2 separate regions of the Mus musculus genome follow, and region 2 is linked to region 1. Evidence: chromatin contacts called from public HiCAR-type data. All regions are on one chromosome and are shown on one strand. The core of a region is the stretch at or near the end of the contact, and the rest is flanking DNA. Distances in the headings are between cores, read along the strand shown.

What was found. HiCAR-type assays count read pairs that join an accessible place to other places.
Region 2: a HiCAR-type map of embryonic stem cells shows a contact between it and region 1, with 2.9 times the contacts expected there. The contact joins the promoter of Tram2 here to the enhancer-like site in region 1. A contact is called at or near these places in 10 of 39 promoter capture datasets (the 3T3-L1 cell line, the C10 cell line, the HPC-7 cell line and 7 more), 1 of 15 datasets of contacts at CTCF or cohesin (the NIH/3T3 cell line), 1 of 484 Hi-C or Micro-C datasets (uterus), 5 of 115 datasets of contacts at active chromatin or transcription factors (CD8 T cells, the NIH/3T3 cell line, embryonic stem cells and 2 more) and 3 of 9 other capture datasets (adipose tissue, liver and pancreatic islet).

The regions. Positions count from the first base shown.
Region 1 is chr1:20,972,405-20,977,083 of GRCm38.p6, reverse strand. Efhc1 (EF-hand domain (C-terminal) containing 1) reads right to left here. Exons shown (of 11, transcript NM_027974.1): 6 at 4,089-4,309; 7 at 2,045-2,185. Among named protein-coding and RNA genes, the nearest start is that of Gm51618, 16 kb to the right of the region's middle. Within about 2 kb of position 2,328, at least 14 of the 459 cell types and tissues checked have an H3K27ac peak or open chromatin away from gene starts, as enhancers often do. A contact at or near this core is called in embryonic stem cells and uterus, where this site is marked.
Region 2 is chr1:21,077,014-21,081,692 of GRCm38.p6, reverse strand. Tram2 (translocating chain-associating membrane protein 2) reads left to right here and starts at 2,468. Exons shown (of 11, transcript NM_177409.3): 1 at 2,468-2,699. The coding sequence starts at 2,580.

The DNA.
Region 1 (4,679 bases), core at 1,079-3,578:
TTTCTCCCTTATACTGCTCTGCCTAGAAACTCCCGAACAAAGTTGAGCATAAAGTGTGCTGGCAGTCTTGCCTCCTTGTTCCTGATACCAGACAGTAGTTTCTCAACGTTTCACTGTTCTGTGTGCTGTTTATTGTGGGTTTTATAGGTGTATTTTATAAGATTAAGACAATTCCTTTACTCTCCGTTTCTCAAGAGATTTGTTTTAAAATGTGATGGATTGATTTCTTAACAAGTGTTTTGCAAATCTTTTTTCAGTTTCATCCTCAAAATATATTTCAAAACTTAAAATTTTGGGGGAGAGAGGAATTGTTTTTATTCTCTGTTGAAATCTTCAATCTTGCTTTTTAGCTCCTTATATTTGATGAACACATCCTTCATCCTTTTAAGCTTGATTTTGATTTTGAACTTACATTTCTTTCTTTAAAAAAAAAAAGATTTACTTATTGTTATATCTAAGTACATTGTAGCTGTCTTCAGACATACCAGAAGAGGGTGTCAGATCTCATTACAGATGGTTGTGACCCACCATGTGGTTGCTGGGATTTGAACTCAGGATCTTCGGAAGAGCAGTCAATGCTCTTAACCACTGAGCCACCTCACCAGCCCCTGAACTTACATTTCTTTCTAAGCCTCACACTTTAAAATAGTTTTGCTATTTATCAAAGGGAGAGTGTAGAGAGCTAGACTATGGGAAGCTCAGGAGTTAAGAGCACTAGCTGTTCTTCCAGAAGACCTGGGTTTAATTTCCAGTACGCATATAATGACTTACAACCCGTGGTGGTTTCAGTATGCTTGACTCTGGCCTGTGGTGGGAAGTAGCAGTATAAGAGGTATGGCCTTGTTGGAGGAAGTGTGTCACTGTGAGGATGGGCTTTGAGGACTTTTGCTTAAGCTCCGCCCAGGGAAGAAGGGAGAGTCTACTGTTGACTGCCTTGGAATCAAGACGCAGAACTTTTTCATTCTCCAGCACCATGTCTGCCTAGACACTGCTTCCTGCCATGATGAGAATGGACTGAACTTCTGAACCTGTAAGCCAGCCCTCAATCAAATATTTGCCTTTATAAGAGTTGCTTTGGTCATGGTGTCTCTTCACATTAATGGAAACCCTAAGACATAACATCTACAACCAGCTGTTACTCCACTTGTAGGACCTGACACCTATCTTCTGGCCTCATGGCACAGGACACACACATGGTATATTGTGTGTATGGGGAGGGAGGTGTTCCTACAGGTCTCTGGACAGCAGGAAAATGGTCCACAAAGAGGCAACAATAAAACTCTGCTCAGCCCAACTCAGATACCAGTACTGGGTCAAAACGTCAAGAGCCTGATGCCAATTCATTTATTTTAGCCATATTTAAGCACACTACAATTTTGGAAGAAAGTTTTCTGATAAGAATTAACTCAGTCCCATGCGTACAACAAAGCTTCACATATGTTTACATTGAAGTCCTTTTCAAAGTACATATGGCTTTGACCATAAGGTTGGTTCTGTTGACTTAGACGCAATTCTCAAGATAAGGTCTAGGGAGAAGGATAGGTAAATATAATAGTCTGTGAGCATCAGGATTTGGCTTGGCTCTAAGATAACAGAGAAGTCACTTAGTAAAGTAAAAAGATGAGTTTTATGGCTTAGAGGTAGTGCTCTAGGTTTTAGGGGGAAAGAGTCTGGAAGAGGCAAAACCTAAATGCTGGGAGATACGAGTGGAGCCTGAATCAATAGGTTGTAAACTACATTCCCAACATCCCTAGAGGAAGACAGGTCAAGCAGCTTCTTGCTCTCTACAGTGCATGAACACACATGCAGGCAAAGCATTCATACACATAAAGTAATTTTTAAATTTTTCAAAAGGCAGTATCTGTTAAACTAGTATAATTCAACTTTTTATACTTAACACAGTGTATCCAGTGTAGTTATCACATCAAGTTCTAAAAATCAGTAAGACAGTTTCTACTGTTCAGGAAATAGACTCTGGACAGGTCTGTCGACACACAAATGACTATGTTATACACATCTGCAGTTGCTTAACAGAGGCACTCACCAGGGCCGCCAGGTAGCGGAGCACCTTATTGTCATTCATCAGCATTTTAACGACATCTTTTCTGGGAGCTTTAGGAATGAGAGCAAAACAATTCTGAGCAGAGTCTTCAATTAGTCCATAGCCATTATAAGGAGGCAACTCCTGGAGAGAAAACAAGAAGAGGAGCTCCTGGTGTTCACATTCCACTAGAGGTCACTTGTGAGTGTCTTCTTAAAGGTCAACCAGCTCAGAAACACTCAAAAGCAACTTCTGAGGACTGTAAGTTTATGGCCAACCTGGGCCGTGTAATTGGAGCTTGTCTCAAAAACAAATGAATAAACATCTTAGTCTCAGCAAGTCACAAGACACATTAAGGAGCTAGGAAATTGGCACATTTAGAGGAAAAGAAAAATAAGCAGATGTTATCCCTGAAGAAGATCCAAGGGAGGTGTGCTTGACAATGGCTTTAAAACAACCGTCTTAAAAATGGTCCAAGAGGGCCTGCCCACAGAGTGATTCATCGACTTGAAACCACTTGCCACAGAAGCCTCTCGACCTGAATTTGAACCCTGGAATCTACAGTGGAAAGAAAGAACCAACTCCCAAAAATTCTCCCCTGACCTCCACACACAGAGACCACAGCAACATTAAAAACATAGAAAAGAAAGAAAGCACGCCCATGGAGAATTCTATATGTAGCAAAGCTGTCCTTCAGAAATGAGGGACAAACAGAGGTATTTCTAAATGAACCAAAGCTGGGGGAGTTTGTGACCTCTGAACATGCCTGGCAAGCAGTATGCAAAGTGAAAGGACATTAGAGCATCCTCTAACCATTCTATTACACTGAACACACAGAGGTTAATTGAGAGACATTGCTAAGTCATCTAAAGTAAATAGTATTATAATGTTGGGTTGTAATGCCATATTTTTCTCTTCTGTGTAGTTTAAGAGAGCTAGAGATATAGCTAGGTAGCAGAAGACTTGTCTATCATGTGCAACATCCCAGGTTTGATGGCCAGCAATAAAAACAAGACAAAAAGGAAAAAATACTTTCCAGATGTGGGAGACTGATTGACTTAAAAGCAGTGGGGAAACCACTTGAATCTACAGAAAGTCCTCTGAGTTAATGCCATGGAAGTAGGTAAGATAGTATGTTATCTGGATTTGTACATGATTTAAAGCTTGAAAAAAGTCAGTCGGTGGTGGTACACACCTTTAATCCCAGTATTCAGGAGGCAGAGGCAGGCAGATCTCTGTGAATTCCAGGCCAGCCTGGTCTAGAGATTAACCAGGACACCCAAGGCTACACAGAGAAACCTTGCTTCTAAAAGAAAATAGGAAAAAAATTAAAACATCTTAACACTAACGTGAGCTTGGCTATAAACGTAACTATTATAGCTGCCTGGTGACTATCAGAAGGAAGTTCTCTGGTCATCCTGCTTGATACCTTCCCACTCCTACAAAGGAAAGCAGTGCCCACAACTGATACGGTATCCATTCTGACAGCTGTTGCTTAGCCTTTAGAAGCAGCGGTTATATTCAGAACTGTAGATACTCGGTCACTTGAGAAACGCTATGGGCATTTTCCACATTAATATGCATACACTTACTTTATTTTCTACAGGCCTTACAAGTTTCTACTAGTATGGATAGATAAGTTTTGTCAACCTCATTCTTCATTCTGCATAAAACACGTATTCTTTTACAGCCCTCAAAGCATATTTTGTAGACCAAAGATAAACAATATTCTAAGGAATTAAAATGACAACAAACAGCACCTCAGAAAGGTTATTCTAACTGGCTTTCTTGTGAACAGTATAAGAAAATTGCATTTTTATGAGACAAACACTAGGTACTGAAAATCTTTAAAATTGTGCAGATTATAAAACCTCATTATTAATGCTATGTTTCTTTGGTTATCGCTAGACCATGGCTACTTTCATAGAGTGATGGGCTCTGTATTTCTTCTTTTTAAGTTTCTATCATACAGAAGTCATCCATCTTTATGGAGTTCTTCAGTGTCTACATCTTATTCTTACCATATTTGGGACTTCTATCCCGTTACCTGTTTTACTGGAGGTGGCTCCTTCTTGGTCACATCAACTGGTGGTAAGTCAGGCATTCCAAACTTGTCTTTGTAGAACTGTCGTGTGAATGGGTCACAGTCGTAGATGAAGAAGGTCCTCCCCAGGATGGTGAGCGGCTTCCCCACAATGAAGTCCTTGGCAGTGTACCACTCCAGCACCTCTTGGTCTGAGATTTCCAGCACACACTTCGGGAAATTCTCTAATAGGAGACAGGGTTGGAAGGGTGAAAGAATAAACAGGAAAAGAAAGCTTGACATGAGAGCTGAGTACTCTTTTTTTTTTAATTTATAATCCTATATTCTAGCAGACATATTCAATCTTTTTTTAATTAGATATTGTCTTTATTTACATTTCAAATGTTATCCCCTTTCCTAGTTTCCTCTCCTAAAATCCCCTATCCCCTCCCGCCTCCCCCTTCCCCCTACTCCCCAACCCACCCACTCCTGCTTCCTGGTCCAGGCATTCCCCTATACTGGGGCATAGAACCTTCACAAGACCAATGTCCTCTCCTCTCATTGATGACCAACTAGGCCATCCTCTGCTACATATACAGCTAGAGACATGAGTCC
Region 2 (4,679 bases), core at 1,219-3,718, 100 kb before region 1:
GGCTGCTGGCAAGAGGTCTCAGACACTGCCATGTGAATTCTGCTGTATAAATATATGGCATCTGGCTTGTCCCAGAGAGGCTGATACAAGCTGAAGGAAAACCTAGAAAGACCTTTTAGAACCTAGTATTAGAGGTAAAAACAAAAACAAAAACAAAAACATGATACCATTTTGTGTTAGAAGTAAACCCACCAAGTCAAGCCCACGTTCAAAGGAAGAGGAATTAGCTGGATTGGAAACATATAAAACTGCCACACTTGGATTAGCATGTCTTTCTTCTCAGGAGTTAGTTATGTCTGTCACATGGTAGGTGCTCCAAGGGTATTATGCCAAATGAAATGGCTAATAAACAAGATAATAACAAACTTTGGAAATACACGGGTGATTTGTGGGGGTCACATGTGGAATGATGAAGAAGGGGAGTGGTGAGAATTCTGAGATGAGCCTTTACAGGACTCTGTGGCTGAGTGAATAAGAAAGGCTGGGAATGGGCTTGCAAAACTCCTGCAAAATGCAGGATGCTGTCAATTCTTAGTATTAAGAGTGTGTATTGCAAGCACTGGGAAGTGTTTAACCCATTGTTTGTATTAAAGATGGCCTGGGCAACCTGGACTTAGAAATGGCTGTGATGGCTGAAGGAAGCTTTTGGTGCTCCCTCGGCAGTTGTCAATGTGATGCACCATCAAACATACATCTTAGAATCTTGTGTCTTATTGTTCAACTATTCTGCAAAGGGAAGAGCTATCAGCTGCAAGAGCAATGTCTAAAACATCTCTGCTTTTTCGACTGTTTTATTTATAAATGGGAGGGGTGGTGAGTTCTACTGTTTCCCATGGATTTTGGCCTCAAGTATTAAACGTTAGATTGACACCATTACATATGCGAAGGAAATTCCCACAAATCATTGACCATTAGAACATTTGTACATTGAGAGTCAAGGTGCTCCAGAGTTCTTTACAAGGCTAGGTCCGAATTTCAGAAGAGTCTTGATTGGGGAGACAGCGTAGTGAGTGATAGTCCATGCTGTGCAAATACTAGGACCTGACTTGGAATCCGCAGAACCCATGTAAAAGTTGGCCACAAGGGGCATTTCTACTGGGAGATGGGAGGAGCTAGAGGAGCAGCTAGCCTGGCCTACCTAGTGGAAAAGTCAACACAAAGAGAGACCTTGGAACAAACCAGGTGGAAGGTGAGGCCTGACACCGGAGGTCACTGGGGCGAAAATACATAAATATGTGAGCTCATGCATGTGCAGCCCCTATATGTCATAAACTGTACGCACGTGCACGCACGCACGCACGCACCGGTCTTAACTTTAAACAAAGGTTAGTCCAATATAGGCATTAATGCCCCCCGCCCCGCCCGTGGAGTTAGAAGCCCTAGGGCTGTCTGTTAAATAGTGCACAGTTTAGAATACAGGAGATAAATTTCTTTAAGGAACTTCATTCAGTTCTAGTTACCTTCAGACTGCTATTTTTGCAAACTCGTAACCGTGAAACTAATTTTAAAAAAAGAAAAGAAATTAAACAGTCCTCTGTTCATTTTGCATTTCTGTACATTTAGAAGCGATTATTTGTTCCTTCATTACTGGCAGGATTAAATCCAATATTTGCTAGTATAATTTATTTTAAAAGACCTTTTGTCCTTCCGGAAGTAATTTTGAAACTTAATATTAAATGGAAACGTTGGGTGAGGATCTTTTTTTTTTTTTTTTTTTTTTTTTATTTCTTCAGTGTTTATTCTTCCACTTCTGATCAATTAATATTGAAGGTAGTGAGCCCTGAAAAACCAATTCTGGGCAGTACCTGGCCTTTTAAGTGAAGGAGTAAAACGCGGGGTACCTGCACGCCCTTGCAAAGTAGGCTCTACTAAGGCAAGGCCTTGGGGTAGCTGCTGAAGGTTCTGAGAGGTTGAACCTACACTGTGCAATCCTTCAGACACAGGAGTAGCCATGCATTCATTTAAGATCCAGCGCAGGGCTGGGGCCAGTCCACAGGCCGGCACGAAGCTTCCCGCCCCGGGCCCTTCCTGCAGAGGAAGAAGCTGGGCGCTAGGAGTGGGATCCCGGCCCACTTCCTGTCCAGCAGCTCGGGAGCCGCTTCCTCTCAAAGCCGGAGGACAGGGCTTCCATTCCCGCGTCTCAGCGAGGTTCACGGAAGAGTGTACCCCCGGTGGAAGCCGCAAGCACCGGTAGCGAGCGCGGCACAAGGGTTAGGCGCGCCGGGCTCGCCCAGGAGGCGTGGCCGGTGGCGCTGGCCAAAGGGCTTGAGGGCGGGGCGGATGGAGGAAGGGGGTGTGGCCAGAGGCGCGCGCCTTTGCGGCCTGGGGGCGGGGCGGACGGAGGAAGGGGGTGTGGCTAGAGGCCCGCGCCTGTGCAGCCGCTGCGGGGCGAGGGCTGTGGCCGGGGGCGGTTCCGGGCGGCAGGCCGGGGCGGGGCGGGCAGAGGAAGGGGGCGGGGCCCGAAGTTGTTCCGCGCTGGGCTGCGGGGCTGGCGTGCGGACCGGGCCGGGCCGGAGAAGTTTTCGCTGGGGCTGCTGAGCGAGGGTGCGGGCCCCCGCAGGCGGTGAACGCCCGCTGCCATGGCTTTCCGTAGGAGGACGAAAAGTTACCCGCTCTTCAGCCAGGAGTTCATCATCCACAACCATGCAGACATCGGTTTCTGCTTGGTGCTCTGCGTCCTCATCGGGCTTATGTTCGAGGTGAGTAGAGCGGGGAGGGGGTGCTGCAGGGGTTGGCGGTCCTAACTCCCGTCCTCCGAGGCGCAGACAGGGATTCCCGGACCTCATCTGGGCTGGAGCGCGCCCGGCTGGGATGTCCCGCACGTTATCTGCACCTCTGGCTTTGTGCACTGTATCCACTCTGGCCTGGACCTAAGAGAGTCCAGACAGCACCCCTAACTCCTAGCTGTGCGGGCCGTGCCATGCTCTGTCGCCCCCCTTGGACACCCACCACATCCTACAACTCTATCTGAATCTCAGAAACCCATACCTGGCCTCGAACCAATTGCAGAGCTGCCTTCCTGGCCCTATGGTTGGGGTTTCCTTTCTGGCGACTTGGTGCCAATGTGGGAAACTCCTAGACCAGCTGTAATTGCACAATCCCCCCTCCTTCTCTCTAGTGGGGGCCTCCAGATCTTCTAGGCTTTTCTAGTGGAAGGGACCCTAACCCTCTCCACCTCTCTTGTGGCTTTCTGGAAGTTCTTCATCCTAACCTCTGGAGCTTGCTCCAGGTGTTCACATGTGGCCCTGGCTCCATCCCAGAGGGACCTTCTGCTACCAACCTCTCTTTAAATATGACCTAAAGGGCTAGTTTTAAGATATCCTTTGGCACTTTGAACTGTTCCTGTAGATCTGTGTGAACTGGACCCAGAGCCTCATCCCCTTTGCAGGAGCCAGTAGAGGGATACTCTCTGTGAAAGGTGATTTCCTAGTCGCTGCAGGGATGTGGGGTGGGAACAGAGAAAGGGATCCTGGATTCAGCACTGTGCTGGTGTAGGCCTCAGAGCTGTCTGTGTAAACCACTAAGGGGTCAGAATCCGAGGTCCCTACTCCAGAGTGCTGCAAAACGGTGATATTGAAAAGTGGGAAGGACTTACTATAGTATATATTGTCTCCAGAGCACCATAGGTAATAGGTGACAGTCCCATGGCTTGGGTCGCCTGGTCTTGAGAACACTCATTCCTATCCTCTCTTCTGTGTAAGTTTCCTGATCTGCATTCTACAGGGTAGTAAGAAGGTGCACCATTTAAGAGTTACTTGTCTATCCCTGCATCTACCCATATCTCCCTTATCTACCCATATCTACCCATATGTCCCTGTTACCGACTCAGGACCTATTTGGCTGAAGAACTTGTCCTCGCGCTGGGGCTGTTCTTGGGTTAGCCGGGTCTGAGCTGAATGCATGCTCGTAGCTAGGCTGTCGGGTTTGCAGGAGAGAAGCTGGGACTGGGGCTGGTGTCCACATTCTTCTGGAAATTCTGTCACTTCACTTTCTTCCTCTCCTCCACTCACATTTTCCCTCGACCTCAGTTTCCTCATCATTGAAGAAACCATTAAAACCAACCTTCCTTATGCAGTGATTTATAAAGCTTAAAGCTGAGGTTTTATCCGCAACAAAAGCCATTCTTCCAGCCAAAGAGCTAATCTGTCTCTTGCTCCTGGACCCTTGTTATTATTTAACATAGTGGCTTAATGAGAAGGCAGGGGACCTGCCCTGCTTCACGTTTGCCTCATGTCAATGTGCAGTCCTCCATTCTAAGACGCTTCTCAGTGTCATGCTCCAGTTCTTGCAGGCTAGGGCCAGATCGTCACATGTGTCAATCATAAACCTCATAGCCATGTGTTCCACAGCTGGCCAGAGCCTTGTGCTTAGCTTGTGGCTCTCTGTGGTGTCTCTAGCTTTTGTTGAGAGTTTGGGCTTTACCTGTCTTAGTGTTGTGCAAAAAGAGACGCACAGAGTTTGTACTGCCTCCTTTGTTCCCTGTCTCTAGCCTTCTGGAGTGCTTTGCTTCAGATCAGTGGTAGTCCTTGGAAACTGACAACTTCTGGGATTGTCACTCCTAGTACCTGATGCCAGAGAAAGGACTAAGGTGATGGAAAAAAAAAACAAACTAGCCATTTTCCTTTTCCTTAGGATTAGCCCTAGGGCTGTAGAAAGGACTTGGTTGAGGTGCCAACACA